Linked DNA regions of Mus musculus: region 1 is linked to region 2. A link is a contact called in public Hi-C data. All regions are on one chromosome and are shown on one strand. Each heading gives the region's core, a stretch centred on a gene start, on an enhancer-like site or on the middle of the called end of the contact. The rest is flanking DNA. Distances are from core to core; before and after follow the strand shown. Region 1 holds the start of Cdc73 (cell division cycle 73, Paf1/RNA polymerase II complex component). Region 2 holds the start of Aspm (abnormal spindle microtubule assembly).

The links. A called contact is a pair of places that touch in the nucleus more often than the background predicts.
Region 1: a contact with region 2 is called in a Hi-C map of B cells, with 5 read pairs. The contact joins the promoter of Cdc73 here to the promoter of Aspm in region 2. A contact is called at or near these places in 1 of 39 promoter capture datasets (cranial neural crest) and 1 of 484 Hi-C or Micro-C datasets (B cells).

Annotation. Positions count from the first base shown.
Region 1 is chr1:143,701,606-143,704,305 of GRCm38.p6, reverse strand. Cdc73 (cell division cycle 73, Paf1/RNA polymerase II complex component) reads left to right here and starts at 1,413. Exons shown (of 17, transcript NM_145991.2): 1 at 1,413-1,812. The coding sequence starts at 1,682.
Region 2 is chr1:139,453,498-139,456,197 of GRCm38.p6, reverse strand. Aspm (abnormal spindle microtubule assembly) reads right to left here and starts at 1,425. Exons shown (of 28, transcript NM_009791.4): 1 at 994-1,425. The coding sequence starts at 1,266.

The DNA.
Region 1 (2,700 bases), core at 164-2,663, 4.2 Mb before region 2:
TATGAATTAAAATTCATAAAAACTATTGTTGACTCTCTTAACTCCATGAAACCTACCTATGCATTTATTACCCAGACTTTACTTGGAGCCTTTATCTTTTCACTTACTACAACATCGTTCTAGGAGCTGTCACTGTACCAAGTATAGTACATATGACCAATATATACTACATGTCATACAGTCGGTTCATCTCATGTCATACAGTCGGTTCATCTCCTAGGAGGTAGAGAAGCAAACAAAGGGGACAAGGAAATACTGGATGCTGTGATATAGGCATAAGTTCAGAGATGTGAAAGGGACAGACAAGCACAGTCAGTTCTTTATAACCTGCATTTGCAGTGAGGTTCTGAGACACATTGACGGGAGAAAGACATTTGTGGAGCAGACATTTTTTTAACCTCATACTTCTTTCTATACCCAAATTACACTTTGTCACACATAACAAAAGTCCCCCCCCCCAAAAAAAAACAGACCAAAGTATTTGTTTTTATAAGTAACAAAGTGTGCCTCCTTCTCACAAAGAGTGAAAAAGAAATATTAGGCTTGAAGTATATGTTTAAAGTACACAGGCCATGAATAGTATGCAGAATTGATTTCTAGGTTCCCATAATCATAAAGGCACCGGTAAGCCTTTTGAGTACCACTTAAAAGTCTGTTCGTCTGAAAAAGTGTTCTAATTCACAGCTTGAGGTTTCTGAAGGAGTATTTCTTCCATTCATAACCTGAAATCACTTGAGGCTTTTTTTGTGATTACCCGGGAGAAGCTGAGGGGATGGAAAAAGTTGTTTCCAAGGAAAGGAGGGGGACGAGTCAACAATGAATGGTCCTTCGTCGACGCGTTGGGATGCTTTCAGCTTTTTCTCTGATTAATTTTATTCTGTCTACCAATCAAACGATGTTAGGAGACCAGAGACTAACAAACGGGGCAAGAATTGTCCTCCACCTAACTCTTCTTTTCCTCTTTGCAAATACACCCCTTATTAAAATCCAGCCTAAACTTGAAAACGTCCACATTTCAAAGCTCCAGCTTTCCCTAGGAGCTGTTCCTGACCATGGGGACCTATGTCGCAGAGTGCGGTGGGGCTCCGATGCAGACAGAAAGGTAGTCCTGGGGTTCAAGGGAGGGAAGCGGAGCCTGGCGCAGGGAAAGTTTAAATCACCCGGCGGCGGCGCGCGCTCTGGGATTGAAAAGCGCGGAAGCGCCCAGCAGGTGCGCGCGCACCTGTCGCTCGCCCCGTGCGAGCCTTGAGACCGCACCGGGGCCCGGTTCCGCTAGGGCGCCGCACACGCGGAGCGCCGAGGCCCGCTCCCCGTTTCCCGAAGTCGGCGGCGCGCCCCGCGGGCGTCTGGGTGGCGCGTGTGCTCGGGCGGCCACGGCGCCCCCTGGCGGCGGCCCGCGGCCCCGGCGGAGCGTGGGTCAGTCAGGCGTTCTCCGCGGGCAGCCCGCGGCGGGGCCTTGCCTTATATAGCGCGGGGTCCTCGGCGGCCTGGGTGGCTTCTGCCCGTGCTGCTGTCGTAGACGCGGCCGGCTGTTGAGTGTGGCGGCTGTTGGTTCGCGGCGGCGGCGGCGGCGGCGGGGGGAAGAGGGCGAGGCGACGGGGGAAGGAGGCGGCAGGCGCGGCGGCGACGGCGGGGCCCGGGGCCCGCGGCGGCGGCGGCGGCAGCAGCGAGGGGGGCGAAGATGGCGGACGTGCTCAGCGTCCTGCGACAGTACAACATCCAGAAGAAGGAGATCGTGGTCAAGGGGGATGAAGTGATCTTCGGGGAGTTCTCCTGGCCCAAGAATGTGAAGACCAACTATGTAGTTTGGGGGTGAGTGCGGCGTGGCTGTGGCCTAGTGGTGGCGGGGCAGCATCGGGCGCCCCCGGGCGACCTCTTTCCCTAAAGCCCTCCTCCCTGTCCTCCTCGGAGTCCCTCAGGGATGAGAGGGGGGAGAAAAAAAAATGGGTGCTCTGGGGAAAAAGTTATTCTCTGGAGAAGAAGTTGTACTTTTAGGGCGAGGAGGGAAGAAGTGGAGCGGATTCTAGAGCGGTCAAGTCTTCTCTGTGTTGGAGAAGCCGAAGGGAAAGGTACCATGGGAGTTTCCGACTTGCCAGTTGGCGTGGAGTGTGTACAGGTTGTCCGCGCCGTGTGGGGCTGGTGCACGGCTACCTGGACGGAGGTGTAGAAGGACAGCGATCGATCGCAGCATCTGCCGGCCACCGAGTCGCTTTTTGTTCTTAGGTTTTTTTTTTTTTTGTAATCTCCCAGAGCCTGCCATGTGTTGCAACTGTCTTCTTTGGCTCCTCGAGCGCCTCGGCAATTTTCTTTTTTTTCTTTTTTCATAATAGGGGTAGGTTGATGTTATTCCTCAAGAGGGGTTGGGGGAGAAAAAAAAAAAGGAATAGACAGCTATCACTTAGAGTTAAGGGACGATTAGGAGAGTTTGGAAGTTTGCTGAAACAGTATTGGAGCTGAAAGCAGGACTTTGTTGGGGAGAAAGTTACCGGGGAAATGCAGTGAGACCGGGGGAAAAGCAGTGAGCTTTACATACGGGTCTGAGAAATTGATCCTGTGTGCTCTTCAGGAAGAGCCTTCAAAGGAAAAACAAAACAAAACCATTTGTGATTATTGTTCCATGGATGCCGTGGATGTAAGTCGTTCAGGAAATCACAGAGGGTCAAGTTGAAGAATCCTTTGAGTCCTCTGTAATGATGTTAC
Region 2 (2,700 bases), core at 176-2,675:
CAAAGGGAAGGGCAATGGTTTCTTAAGTGTTGGGATTCCCGATGATGCAACCAACCAACCTTTCCCTGAGGACGATCCTTACTAGTTAGTAGGCGGTGTGTGCAGGCTCCCTCAGCTAACTGTTTCCACAGCTTTAGAGATTCTACTCATTGAAAAGTAATCCAGTCAGAATGAAACACCTCTTAAGACTACAAGAATAGCAAAAGGAAAAAAAAAAAAAAAGAGTAAAATACAAAGGTTGCCTACACATCACATGTAAGGGTTTGGACTGGATATTTAAACAAAATAGTTTTTTTTTTCATTATCACAATAGAAATGTAGTTCCACTGAGTCCAAACATAAGAAAAACAAATGCATATTAAAATGGCTGAAAAGAAGCAATTAGAAAAGTTTCATCAATGTACTCCTCCTGTCTCAAAACAGGGAAATGTTAAAGTATATCATCTTTAGATACTCAAACATATTTTGCAACGCCTGCCAAACGTCTATTTAAAACGCTTATCTGTTTAACAGAAACTCTCTGAAATGCTTCTAGGGATGGCAGGTGCACGCGCTTTTAATCATCATTCCAAGCGAGTTACTGCCCACTTTTTCCAAACTGCAAGACACCAAAGCCCGTCAACTGAGTTGACGTGGTGCTGGGGTCTTCCTCTCTAGTAGTCCCACTTCTGCAGAGGGTGTTCCCGGGGTCAAGAAGGAGAGTAGATTTGGTGTTGGGTCTAGCTCTTTTCCAGCCTCGCCTAGGCAGAGGGAGCCCCACCCACTTTCCCATCCCTGGTCAAGTCCCGGAGCTGACAAGGTCTTGGGGTCCTGTTGTATCCCTGCCCTACCCTGCAAGGAGAGCGTCCCAAGATCAAAACAGTACACCGACTTGGTCTCGGAGTCCCATTATCTCCTAGCCCCACCGTGAAGACTAGGAGCTGATTCAGATCTTCTCAGAGTTTCTTACTATATCCCAAGGTGACGCCACGGGGACGTGCCCCTCGCACCCACCTTCAGCTCGCAGCGGTTCGGCGCCACGCTGAAGCCCTGGCCTGCGGCGCGCAGCAGCGACAGCTCCACCTGCAGAGGTTCCTCGTGCGGGTTGTGCAGGACCAGAGACCGCGTCCGCGACGTGCCCACGCGGACATCCCCGAAGCAGAGGAAGGGAACGCCGCAGAAGTGGCTGAGCAACAGCACCGGCGGAGACGGGTCCCCGGCCTCAGGATCTGGTCGCGCCCGCCGCCCCCTCTCCTCTGGGCAGGAGGCTGCCTGCATCGTCGCCATGGCAGCCACCCGTACCGGGCAGTCAGGTACCCGCTGTCCGGCTCCCGCCGGCTTCCCGGAAGCCAACGACCAGGACAAGGACAAAGATCAAAAAGCCAAAAAGATCCCCTAAACTCCCGGGAAAGTAGCCCAGCCGCTTTTGCTCGGTTCAAATATCGCGCCTCCACCAATGGGAGCTCCCGGAACCTCCTCGCTACAGCACCAACCAGCGAGGAGAAACCCGCCCACATCACTAAAAAGAGCCAATGAGCGAACGAAAGCGCCTGGCCAATGAGGAAGCGGCGCCTTGTTTAAACGATGGTGGGGTTGTCAGGGTTACCTGGGGCAAAAACAAAACAGGGCAGCAAATTTCCCCGACTCTACGAGCCGGTCAATTAGAACGGAAATTAGCCTTGGTGTTTTAAACACTTTGCGGGGAAGAAAAGGGTATCATAACTGTCCAACCCACGGCTGCATGCGGTCCTGAATAGCTGAGTGCAACTTGTGAACAAGTTCCTGGAAAGAAGTGGCATCTTCAACTGGTTCCTAGGCAAGGCTGCGTGATATGAACATCAGTGATGGTGGAGGGGTTAGAATGCTGGCGGCCAAGCACTATAAACAATTACTGGGGAACACAACTAGCTAGTCTTAATAGCCATGTCGTGCTATCCTTCTTAAGTTACCTAATGTCTTTGTGACCATTGTGTAAAATAGTTGTATGGAGAAATACAGCACTGGTTTCCAACCAACCAAAAATGAGTACTGCCAGCATCTGAGGCTATACCAGGGTTCCCTATTGCCTTAGCACACGTCTAATGTTTCTCCTATGTATTTGAAAAGTGCCTCTAATTGGCTTTGTTTTGTTTTGTTTTGTTTTTCCCGAGACAGGGTTTCTCTGTATAGCGCTGACTGTCCTGGAACTCACTCTGTAGACCAGGCTGTCCTGGAACTCAGAAATCCGCCTGCCTCTGCCTCCCAAGTGCTGGGATTAAAGGCGTGCACTACCACGTCCGGTTGCCTCTAAGTATTGTAAAAACAACAACAAAACAAAAACAAGACCATCATTGACTTGTTACGACCTTGGAACATCGAACTTGGAATAAATTATATCTGTGTCCATTGGCCATGGTCTTTCATATGTGACCTCTGAATAAACACTCTCTTAAACGGGACCAGGCTGAGTTTTCATTTTGTGCCTACAAACAATGCTGTACAGTTAATGTGATTTCTTTTTAGTAACTTGTGTGGTTTACCAACATTGTGTCACTATGTCAGAAAGTTCCACAGTGATTGTCACACATTACCAGTTAGCCAAGAAATATTTATATAAACCAAGTCTTCCTATCTGACATGTCTGTTCAGAACTAACCACCTTTATACGTTTCCTTGGCTGACCAGAGATGTAATGAGCTGGTAGCATGTTGTTGGGCTGTTTTGTGTTTTTTAGACATGATC